2 separate regions of the Hordeum vulgare genome follow, and region 1 is linked to region 2. Evidence: chromatin contacts called from public Hi-C data. All regions are on one chromosome and are shown on one strand. The core of a region is the stretch at or near the end of the contact, and the rest is flanking DNA. Distances in the headings are between cores, read along the strand shown. Region 1 has its middle 24 kb from the start of LOC123439997. Region 2 has its middle 85 kb from the start of LOC123439995.

Evidence for each region. A called contact is a pair of places that touch in the nucleus more often than the background predicts.
Region 1: a contact with region 2 is called in a Hi-C map of seedling, with 5 times the contacts expected there. The contact joins two enhancer-like sites. A contact is called at or near these places in 1 of 6 Hi-C or Micro-C datasets (seedling) and 1 of 1 datasets of contacts at active chromatin or transcription factors (embryo).

What each region holds. Positions count from the first base shown.
Region 1 is chr3H:385,996,951-386,002,860 of MorexV3_pseudomolecules_assembly, forward strand. No RefSeq gene overlaps it. Among protein-coding and RNA genes, the nearest start is that of LOC123439997, 24 kb to the left of the region's middle. Within about 2 kb of position 3,056, at least 3 of the 3 cell types and tissues checked have open chromatin away from gene starts, as enhancers often do. A contact at or near this core is called in seedling, where this site is marked.
Region 2 is chr3H:385,812,347-385,818,211 of MorexV3_pseudomolecules_assembly, forward strand. It overlaps the pseudogene LOC123443929. Among protein-coding and RNA genes, the nearest start is that of LOC123439995, 85 kb to the left of the region's middle. Within about 2 kb of position 1,560, at least 3 of the 3 cell types and tissues checked have open chromatin away from gene starts, as enhancers often do. A contact at or near this core is called in seedling, where this site is marked.

The DNA of each region.
Region 1 (5,910 bases), core at 1,806-4,305, 190 kb after region 2:
GATAACAGACTTAGAGTATATACAACTTAAAATTTTAGGAAGGAGTATATTTGGTGTAGTTATTATGAAATTTGCCAATATTTGTATTTCAAATGGTTAATAGATCGTTATATTATCATTAAAATAAAATAAAAAATTATACTATTTAAGACGTGTATTGCACGTGCAAGCTTACTAGTATATACGGAGTTCGACTCCAAACATAGGTAACGTTTAAATCGTTTCCTTCCTGCGACTCAATAACCGCATGTTGTTTTAATAAGGGATTTTATGCATAACTATATGACAGACTAAAAATATATATTTCTTTTATTGATAAAAAGTAGTAAAATAGAAGAAGAGAAGATAGTAAGAATATATATTACGTTTATCTATGTGACATGTTTATCTTTTGTTTTTAATAAGAATAAATTTGAATCTGCCTTTCGTTGAACGAGCTAAACAATCCTCCCTAACAATAAAGCAGCTACTGCTTCTATCATCCGTCATTAAGGGGTTGTTTGGTTTCTAGCCACATCTTGTCACACTTTACGACACCTCACCTTAGTCAAGTTTGACGAAGTTAGGTGGGTGTTTGGTTCTTGCTACACCTATGGTAGGATTTTTTATGAGGAGTGAACTACATATGTCGGGGATGTTTGGTTCCTAGCCACACCTTGCCACACTTTGTCACACCTCACCTTAGTCAAGTTTGACCAAGTTAGGTGGGTGTTTGGTTCTTGCCACACCTATGGTAAGATTTTTTTATGAGCAGTGAACCCCACATGTTATAGACACAAAAAGTGTGGCAAGATTCCCTTAGGCAAGCCAAAGTGTGGATAACAATTTGAGCAACTCAAGTAAGGCAAATGTGGCAAAAATAATGTGGCAATATATGGCAAATGTAGTCACAATCCAAACCGCCCCGTAATACATACATGAAGTATGGCAAGATTCCCTTAGGCAAGAATGTGGCTAACAATTTGAGTAACTCAAGTAAGGTAAGTGTGGCAAAAATGATGTGGCAATATATGGCAAAGATAGTTATAATCCAAACAACCCTTAAAATTGCCCCTGAAGTTGACTGAAATTACCCACCAATGCCACCCATAAGTTACATACCGATTCGTTCTTTTAACTCTAATTCAGTTCTTCCTTTTAATTTAAAAGAGAGCGGTCCCCTTTCATCACAAGAACATCATCAGCTAGACTGGTCCGGTGCTCATAGTTCCATTCTGGAGAGTGCAGTTCGATCCCATCATCTCGCAATTTCTGCCACCTTTTCTCATTTAGTACTGGCGTCCGACTGGGGCGGCCAACAACATTTTTTTCTTCTTTCTCTGTGTTTTACTTTTATTTCTCTTTTGGCTTTATTTCGATAAACCTTGCAAAAATGTAAATCATCGACTAAAGAAGTGTCAAATTTATAGACAAAATAGTTCCCATATACACAAAAATGTACAGCGCGTATAGATAATAATAATATAATTTCCTTTTATTTTCAAAAAAAATGATCATGTATTTAAAAAACTTTAAATGTAGAAAAAAGTTTCCAATGCATAATAAAAACATATACAAAAATATACAATGTGTATGGAACAAAGTAGACATAAAAAAGATATTTTTTTCAAAAATGTTAATCATCAAACATGTATTAAACGTGTATATATATAATGTTTGTGATGTCACCCGTAAAAAAAATGTTTCTAATGTATAAAAAATGTACAATGTTGCTTATACAAGCTTTACGTAAACCAATGACTTAGCTTTGAATTTTCATATTGTTTTAAACTGTTTTGCTGGGTTTTTTAATATCGATATTCATACGCAACCTTGAACATTTGGCTTCCATATACGTACAAATTGATTATTTTTTATGAAGTTGTCTAATATTTTTGCAACCAAATTAGGACTTCACTTGGATTACAATTACAAGCCAAATATATCAGCAAGACAAAAATAATACTCTTACGCATATGCCATCATTAATTAATAAAACATACTTTACTATTTTCATCATAATGCAAATAATTGTGGGCATCACTGAGAAGAAGAGAGACCATGCAACTTGAAACATCAAGTAAGATCATATGATACCAACTTGTAACGTCGAAGATGCGATTCTATCCTTATTTTAGCGCGAGGGCCTCGACAAGGATAGAAGCGCATCTCATCGTTTCGCAAGAATAAATATCGTTACAAGTACATGTACTGAAGAAAAGAGTATATGGAATTGGCTTACACTCGGCACAAGCTACATCAGAGTTACATCAGTACGATACATAAATATCACGAAGAAGAGCAGGGTCCGATTACGGATGAAAACAAACGAGAAAAAAACGACGTTCACCCTTGCTATCTCAGACTGCCGGCCTGGAACCCATCCTAGATCGACGAAGAGAAAGGAGAAGAAACTCTAAATGGACAATCAACGCGCTCGCGTCATGTAACCTTTACATATACAATAATATAAGTTCACAAGACATAAATTTGAATTATTTGGAATACATGTACTCAATATTCTTTCAGGTTTTTATTTCTTGATTTGTTCATTAAATATGCATTGAGTTGGTGTATACTTCGTCTGTAACTGAGCATACTGAACGTACTAAATTTTTCTGACACACAGAGAGAGACAGAGAGAGACCTTAGGACTGACCACATTCAAATGTGTTTTCGTTGTATGAGCACTCAGGTCACTATCAGTAACATAAATGTGATGCCATTTGAAACTAAAAGATGTGGGCCTGTTAAGATCTTAAGTCGTGCTTATTGGATTAAGAATGCGTGTTATTTTTTTTCCGTTGCAACACACGGGCTTTTTTATTAGTTTAAATAGAAAACGGACGTGTCCGTCCGCCTATCTATTCAAACAGAAAAATTATGCGTTCATTTGAAACGTCCGATTGAAATTGCTCTAATACTTTTATTACGGGTAACTGTGAGCACTGTACCACTTTTGTGAGCCGTGGTTGCGTGGCTACATCATGGCAGCAACAGCCTAGCCAACCCACGCTGTCACATGCTGTAGCAGGAGCCAACCCAAAAGCGGCGCCTCCTGGAGCTGTTTGGACCAGACGAGACGAGGACACTTGCTGCTGCCGGGGCCGAGAGGCGGACCACGCCAATGATTTGGGTGAGGCGCTGTTCCGTCCCGTGAGGCGCGGCAACGGAATCCCGCAACGTGCCCTGGCTGGAGCCAGTGAGGACGACTCGTGATTCGTCGGCTTCCCTCGCTCACTCGGCTGGATTCCTCTCCACTTTCCGGTGGCAGTTCGTGCCTGCAATGTTTACATGGTGATGCTGCGGCTACCAGCTTGCGGGTGGGGAGTACTACTCTAAGGGCATCTTCAATGATTGTATGATCATCGTTGGTAATATTGCCACATAGATGATTTTGATGACATGGCGCATAATAAAAAAAGAAAGAGAATGAAATCGTATGAACTTGAAGCAACGGTTCACGCACAAGCTCCAAGGCAAGCATGGTTATTTCTTTCATGTTTAGTGGACCCGCTTAGTTATTTTACATACGATTAACATACACTCCATTGAAGAGCTTGTATGATGTGTTGTTGATTGTTGATGTGGACACTTATATCAACGATTGAACATACGGACTGTTGAAGATGCTCTAATGTACACTCTCGGTTTCCGGTGCTGCCTGCACGTCTGTGACATACATATCTGGCACTGTCCCCTGCCCGCTTTTCCAGTTTTCAGCAAATTAGAGGGTGCTTGGATTTAAGAGACTAAAACTAGTCTAACTAAAACTAGTCTCTTTAAGAGGCTAAAGTTCCAGACACCCCTTAGTGAAGAGAGACTAAAATTAGTCTTGAGGCTAAAATCTTTTAGTCAGGGGTACCCGTATTAAAATGTGCATTAGTCCTCTCTCTTCTCATTTAACTCCTCATGCAAGTTCTGGATTGGAGGGTTTGAAGGATAATAAATGCTCATTAACTTGATTTTAGTCTCTTTAGTACTTGGATCCAAGCATGGATGAGGCTAGCAAGTTTTAGTCTCATTACTTTTAGTCATGAGACTAAAGCGTATCCAAGCACCCTCTTATTAGGCCAATTTCAACGTCGCGCGATGCAAATGGGACAAACGTGTTTAGTAAATATGCAATTTTTCAAATAGATTAGTCCATGAAATAATTACTAACATGGTATTGACTAAATTCATGACATACTCATCACGGAGCATACTAGCAAATACTACGCATATAACAGTAACATGTGCGCACATAGCTAGTATTACTAGGGTAAAAATAAACAGGAATGGGATAAACAGGTTATACCCTCCGATTGACCACTTGGTCGTATCAGGAGCATTGGCGGCGGCAGAATCCTCTGCTCTCTTCTTCTTAGCTTCGACCTTCTCGAGGAGGAGACGGTCGGCTTCGCTTGGTTCAGCCATGGCGATGACGAGGAAGACGCGGACGAAGCAGACGGGCGAAGGCGAGAAGTCGCGTGATCGCTCCCCAAAAACCTAATCGCCCCTCTCCCGTACAGGAACCGGAGAGGCGGGGTTTCGAAGGCAACGGCAGCAAAGGAACGAGCGCGTGAGGCAGAGGCGATCTGATCTCGTGACAAGCGCGTAGGTATGAGCTCGGCTCAGCTCATTCCCGCAACCCGCGGCGCGGCGCGGCATGGCGAGGCGGGCGGAGGAGGAGTGTGCAAGGGCCTCTTCTCTTCTCACTCTCCAATAGCATGTAGAAGAGAGACTCTTATAAAGGGGTCCAACTTCTTCTCCACTAGCGGGGTGGGACTAAACTTTCCACCACCACCTTGTCATGCCACCACCTACATGGGCCCTTGAAATTTTCTGAAATTCTCTTATGGGCCTAAAGCCCACTACTAATTTCAACAACCCCCCATTAGATCTCAAGGGCACATCGTGTTCCCTCGTTCCAATCACTGTAATAATGTACCAGCATTTGAGTGAACACGTGTTAAGGTTGAGCTTCACCTAAAACAAGCAGCTACACCCCCTTACAACTGAGCAATGAACTATTGCCTTGAATTGTCAGTTTGGCGTAAATAAGCTTCACCACAAGTCTTACTAGTACCAGGCTACCGAAGGCTGACCCCTCGGATGGAGCATATTAGTCACACTCCTGGCCTATTCATGAGTTTACTAGAGATCACCCCAATCTCATAGACCGTGACCAGCAGTCAGGCTCATATATGTGTGTTCCTCCAAAGATAGCTCTGTAGGACAGCATCTTGCTTACACATAAGTTTTAAAACACATTAATACAATAGTCATCCTACCATACAACATCCGAGAGCATTGCATCTCCAACGGAGTGGGTTAGTAAAGTTACTCTCGTCAATTCACCACTGGCTTATTTTCCCAGGTCCTACTTCACGGGATCTCCGATCATATAGGTTGGGTTACTGTCATGGAAACTCATGTGGGTCTCATACTCATCTCCCTCGATGCACTATCTATCACAACACGTGATAGCCCTTTAGTAAAGGGATCTGCCAAATCCTTAGCCGTTTGGATGTAATCCAACGCTATCACTCCGGAGTTTGTCAAACGTCTGACAGACTTCAATCTCATTCTTATATGTTTGTTGGACTTCATATTATCCTTTGAACTCTTCACTTTGACAATATCTGTCTAATTATCGCAGTTCATAAGGATAGCCGGAACCGGCTTCTCAACCACAAGTAAGTCCATCAAAAGATCTCGAAGAAATTCTGCTTCGACACCAGATGTGTCTAATGCTATTAATTCTGCTTCCATTGTCGATCTCGTTAAGATCGTTTGCTTGCAAGACTTCCAGGAAACAACACCACCTCCAAGAGTAAATATGTGCCAAGTAGTGGCCTTCATCTCATCAGCATCAGAGATCCAATTTGTATCACTATACCCTTCAAGTACCGATGGGTAGCCCATATAGTGAAGTCCGTGGTTGAC
Region 2 (5,865 bases), core at 310-2,809:
TTGAAAGAATCATGTGTTGTTTTTATCATATCGAAGCATAATATTGTGGTATTCTCCTTTACTGCTTCATTTGGGTTGACTTGGCGCATGCTCACACCATGTTATGACTACAAACCAGTCACCTCTAGCCTCTATGATTATTTAGTTTTTGACTTGTAATATTGTTTGTAACACCCTGGTTTTCGCTCCTGTTTTTTTTCCTTTGCGGGATTTGACTCCCATTTTTTTTTCTTTTCGCTCCTGTTTTTTTCCTTTGCGGGATTTGACTCCCATTTTTTTTCTTGGTGTTATCGGATTTCTCTAGCTCTTGGTTATGTGAAGATGGTCATCTAGCCTTGCCTTTCCTGACCAACCAGAGATTCTCTCCAGTCCAACCTTGCCACCCAAGATATTTTCTTAGGGTTTTGCTGCCGAAACCCTACCTTCCGAGTTGCGTGAAGGGAAACCCTAATTATTCCAGTTACAAAGGAACCCCAATTTCCTTTGATTTGCTAACTCCCAAACTTTTCCTAGTGATCATCCTTCATCTTTAAACCATGGATATGCAAAAATATTGCCAAGTCATTCGCAATATTTTTCATTTATAATTAATTTCTTTTTCTGTGAGTTAAAGGAATGAAATCTAGGAAAATATATATCCATATCCAAAGTTCATGAGAACTTGTAGAGATATTCTTTGTGATCATATTGAGCTCCCACAAAAATATTGGCCATTATTAAATGGGGAAAATTGCCTTTTCCTATTTAAAGCCAATATTGCATTTTGGGTAGTTTTTAAAGGAACTACCATTTTGGTAGCTAGGAAAATTCCCAAATAAATTGTGGAGCTTCTCATATACATATCTTCCCCATTTCCACCAAGAACCCAAGTTCCATAGTTCAAAGTTTGAGCACAACATCAATTTGCAAATTCTATCCAGTTGGGCAATGTGCAAAGGAAGTGCTTGAACACTTGATCTATTTGAGCTGCAATTTTTCATGGTGACTAACATTGATAAATAACTCATGGAAACCAAAAAGCAGCTCAATCCTTCTATCCTTGCATCCACAACAGTTTCCCCAAGTTTCTGTCCATTTGGAACCTGTGTGAAGGAAATACCACTTTGACACTTTCAAATGATCTGAAACTTTTCCAGCATCTTCCTATGTATAAATAATCACTCTCCACCAAATTTGAGACAAATCCATGTAGCCAATTTGTCGCAGCAAATTGATCTCTATTTCTGGACCGGTTGGTGCATTTCAAAGGCAATGCTATTTGCACTTGGATTGCAATAAAACTCCATATTTAGACTCACCTTATCATCTTATAACCTCATGCCAAAACTCAGCTTATGTCTCCTAGCCAATTTGCCACAAACTGCCACAAACACCTTCTGTTCAGATTGGATGTCAGCTCAAATCTGTCATTCGTTGCCTTCACTTCCATCCAAACTCCCACGAGCCACCTCTGTGACCAGTGAGCAGCATGTTTGACTAGGTCCTAGACCCATCCAGTGTCTTGGATACGTGGTGCCGGTGGTGACCACGACTTTAGTCGGCAGCCAGCGCGAACTGTGGCAACAGTCGCCGTCTGGTCCCCTCTGGTTGTCCTCACCTCACCGCCTAACTTCCCTTGCTCGCCCATGTCACCTGCTCCTCTGCTCCGCCTCGTCCCCTAGCTCCCTGGCCGGGTGTGCCGACGGGAGGTGCTCCGCCCGAGCGCGGCCACATCATCGGCGTCCCGAAGCTCCGGCCAATGTCTAGAGGCCCTCCCCGCGGCTATTTAAGCTCAGCCTGAGCCCTCCCTCGCAACCACCAACCTATCCTCTCGCCTCCTCACCCCTCCCCGAGCTCCAGGAGATCCTCTTCTCCCCAACGACCGTAAGACGCCGCCGATCCCCTCGGGCAGCCACTGCTCCTGGCCCTCCTTCTCTCTTTTGGCGCCCTAGACCCCCTCTGGATCCTGCGCCATCGCCGCCGAGCTCCTCTCCGGTGGAGGAACCTCGCCGCTGGGGCCCTCATCTGTGCAGCATCCGGCTGTCGCGGCCTCCCGTGGAGCCATCGCTGTGGGCGGTCCCAGCCGGCCCCGCAGCCACCCCAGGTGCGGCGAGGAGTGCGCGACCTCCTCGACTCGCTGGTCGGCCCTCTCGGGTCGCCGGACGCCGCCTGCACCGACGGCCAAGACCCTCCCTCACTCTATGTCGTGAGGAGGAAGGAGACATGGAGGAGGAGATAGAAGGTGGGGTGAGGACCGCGTGTAAGCGACCCGGCGAGGGGGTACAGTGGCTGACGACCGGGCTCGGGGCCGTGTTGTTTAAGTAGAAGCGCACTGCGGTAAATGCTGTTTAAGTGGAAGCGCACTGCGGTAAATGCGCTTGAGAAAGCGTATTTCCTGTTACCGCGGCTAAGTTTACGTTTTTCTTTTCGGAAAACGTATTTCGGCTGAGTGCGCTTTCGGGTCAGCCCCGAGGGTCCTGTTTGTGAATATCTTATTTAAAGATTGGTTGTGAATATCTTATTTAAAGATTGGTCCCTGGACTTCAAACGGCTATAACTTTTCGCTCGTATCTCCGATCAGGTGGAACCAACGCCCACGTCTCGTCGAGCCCTTCATGATGGCATCATTTTCATTATGTGTTCACATTCTGAAAATGACAACGTTGCCCTTGCCCTTCTATCAGCCCCTTCCGAGAGAGAACGGTTTCCGGCGATCTTCCGCGGACCCTCCGCACTTCTTCCCGGAGTATTCTTCGACCCCAGGCAAACCGACCATCTGGTATATTCCCTAAAGCATTGCTCTGTGTTATTCTTGTGTTTAATTAATGATATGCTTGTGCTATAAATAATTAAACTCCTCCCATTTCGATATTGTCATTTACATTACCTGCTACTACTCATCTTAGCATTGCACTAATGACTTGTCGTGATATTATATGGAGATAAGTGGTTATGTTTTATCATGCTTAGCTACTGCCATCTCAAGTTATTTGATGAATAACCATGCTTGTTAAATATTGGTTAAGGCTAAATCTAGTCAGTTGATCTAGAGTCACCTGTCCGGGCTTATTCGTGCAACCACATTTGCCGGTATGGGACAACCATGAATTGGTGTGATTGCGTGCTCTTCTATCGGTACCACCAGACAGGGAAGGTACCCGGTGGGCGGCGATAACCTTGTGAGCCAGTTGATTGTTTTGTGTCGGTGTCCCCGTTTGGGACAGTTTAGTTTGGCCACGACGGTGGCAGGTGTCAAGAGGACACAGGGCCACCCAGGGGCAGGACTCCGGGGGAGGATGAATGCTGGTGGTACGATGGGAGAGTCACCGGTCAGGCAGGTTTTGTTGAAGCAACGCTGGTCCACCTGAATGAGATCACGAGGCCAAGTGCTTCATGGTGTGGGTAAAGTGTGCAACCTCTGCAGAGTGAAAAATCTATTCGAATAGCTGCGTCCACGACATTGGACAGCCCGTCCAGACCTCACTAGGTGGTCAACCGTATCAGTGATAATAATGATGAAAGAACTCGTCTTGTGCAGACATCAGATGATGTGAGGGATATTATATGTTAGCCATGGGATGGCTATGAGATGAGTGGTCGGATGACCACATGATTCGGATTGGATTTGGATCAGATTCATATTGGATTATGGGAACATTTCGAGTATAATTTATTTACTTCATATGCTTTACCTTATCATATCTACTTTAGTAGTTATCTTGATGGATAATCCAGTTATAACATGATAATTAATATTGCTAGATAGGATTGCTAGGTCATGATAATTAATATTGCTCTAATAACAAGTGCATACTTGAATGTCATAGATCGCTTTGCTTAGTGTATATATTAGTTTGGTTTGCTTACGAGTATTTTCAAAAGTATTCATCGGCTTTTAACGTGGCCAGGTTCACATAAGGATCCATCGTTCGTCGTCAAGGAGCTGGACTGTTAGCGGGCTAGAGGAGTAACCTAGTGAGATCCCTGTGGATTGGAGGCACACCATGACCATGCTGCCTTAGATAGAGCTTTTTCGCTACCTTCACCCTTGTAATATCCCATGTAAGATCCTTACATCTATTAATAAAAATACCGGTGTTCATGATACTCGTTGTAAACGCGCATACCAGAGTGATTTCCTGGGCTGGTATGCATGGCAACCGTCTGGCTACAGTGCTAATCAGGCGGGGTGCCACATTATTTATACTTTGATTAATAATCTTTTGTTGCTATGCATGATTATGGCCGTTATTGCTCTCTTAGTTGGTCGCTCCCAGTCTCTTGCTAGCCTCCACCTATACTGAGCATGAGATCTACTCGTGCATCCAACTCCCCAAAAAAGAAAGTTTACCAAATGTGTCCACCATACCTACCTACATGTGGTATTTAACCGCCACTCCAAGTAAATTTCTCATGTGCTACCTTTAAAACTTTCAAAATTATTCCTCTTTTGTGCCTTTGTTTTAGCTCATGAGGAAATAATAGATAATTCATGATCTTCTCATACTTGACAAGCTTTATCTTGGGTTTGCATGCCTAATCTACGAACCCCTAATACGAGGAGTGACTGGCATGAGTGCGCCCAACTCATAAAAGATAATAGCAACAAACAACACCTCCTTCATGCTTTGTTCATGAGAAATCAGAATAGTGATAAACAAAGGAGACTAAGGGGATGTGATCGTCCCCACTTTGGGAGCCGTTCCTCAAAACTTGTCTAACATGAGAAGTATTGGGCTATCTGCTAGCATTCGTTGATGAATTATGCACCTCACAAAAACTTGTTTTACAATTTTATTGATTTCAAAAATCACTAAAAGCTCTAGCACATGAGTAATCCCTGATTTCCTCTACGAAGGGCCTTTCTTTTACTTTTATGTTGAGTCTTCATCTTGTAACTTTATGCACCAATTAAGAGAGCATAGTTTTCATTCTGAGTATAATGTGCATAGTCCCAAAATTTATTATTGATTGATTCATGATTATGTTATTACTTGTTCTCAAATTATTTGTATCTAGTCATCACTTCAACTTCGAAGGTGTCCTGGCATTTATGTTTTGCCCCACTCTTAAGGACAAGCAAAATACCACTTTGCCATGTTTTTTATGCTCTAAACAAACTTATAACTTTCAAGTGCATTATTATTCATGATCTTTTGTTTGTGTTACTTTTCATGTTGCAACATGGTTGCTAAGTTTCATTGTTAGAATTATATCTATCATGCCTATCTTTAGAGTGCTATGATCTCAGCTTACAAATGCTTTTACAAATATGATGATCAAGATTATGTTGGTAGCATGTCACCTCAAAAATTATTTTGTTTTTATCGTTTCACCTACTCGAGGACGAGTAGGAACTAAGCTTGGGGATGTTGGTACGTCCAAAACGTATCTATAATTTTTGACGGTTTCATGCTACTTTTATGCTTTTGAAAATTGTTTTTATATTATGTTTATGATTTATTTGGACTAACCTACTAATAGTTGCAAAAGTGCACAATTTTATTGTTTTACACTTTTATGTGTAGGAACTATCAAATATAGAAGAGGAAACCTTGTTGGAGTGGGACTCTGACTTTCCTGAAATCTGTCCCCCTACACATTATAGAGATCGTTTGTTTGTGCCTCGAAGATGATGTCAAATGGAAAAATAATAGATGTGAACGTCGTGGGGAATTTTATGCTGATAATTCTAGAGATAAATTTGGCCCATTTGGAGTTCGGACGCTCCGGAAAAGCTCATTTTACTGGAGGACAAATATCTGATTACGGGAATCGGTGATGTGATTGAGTCCAACTCTTACCATATTAGATGGATTAGGCCAAGCCATGACTTAGGGACCTCATTAGGGCTGAGAGGGGTTCCTAGGAAGATTCTAGAGGTGC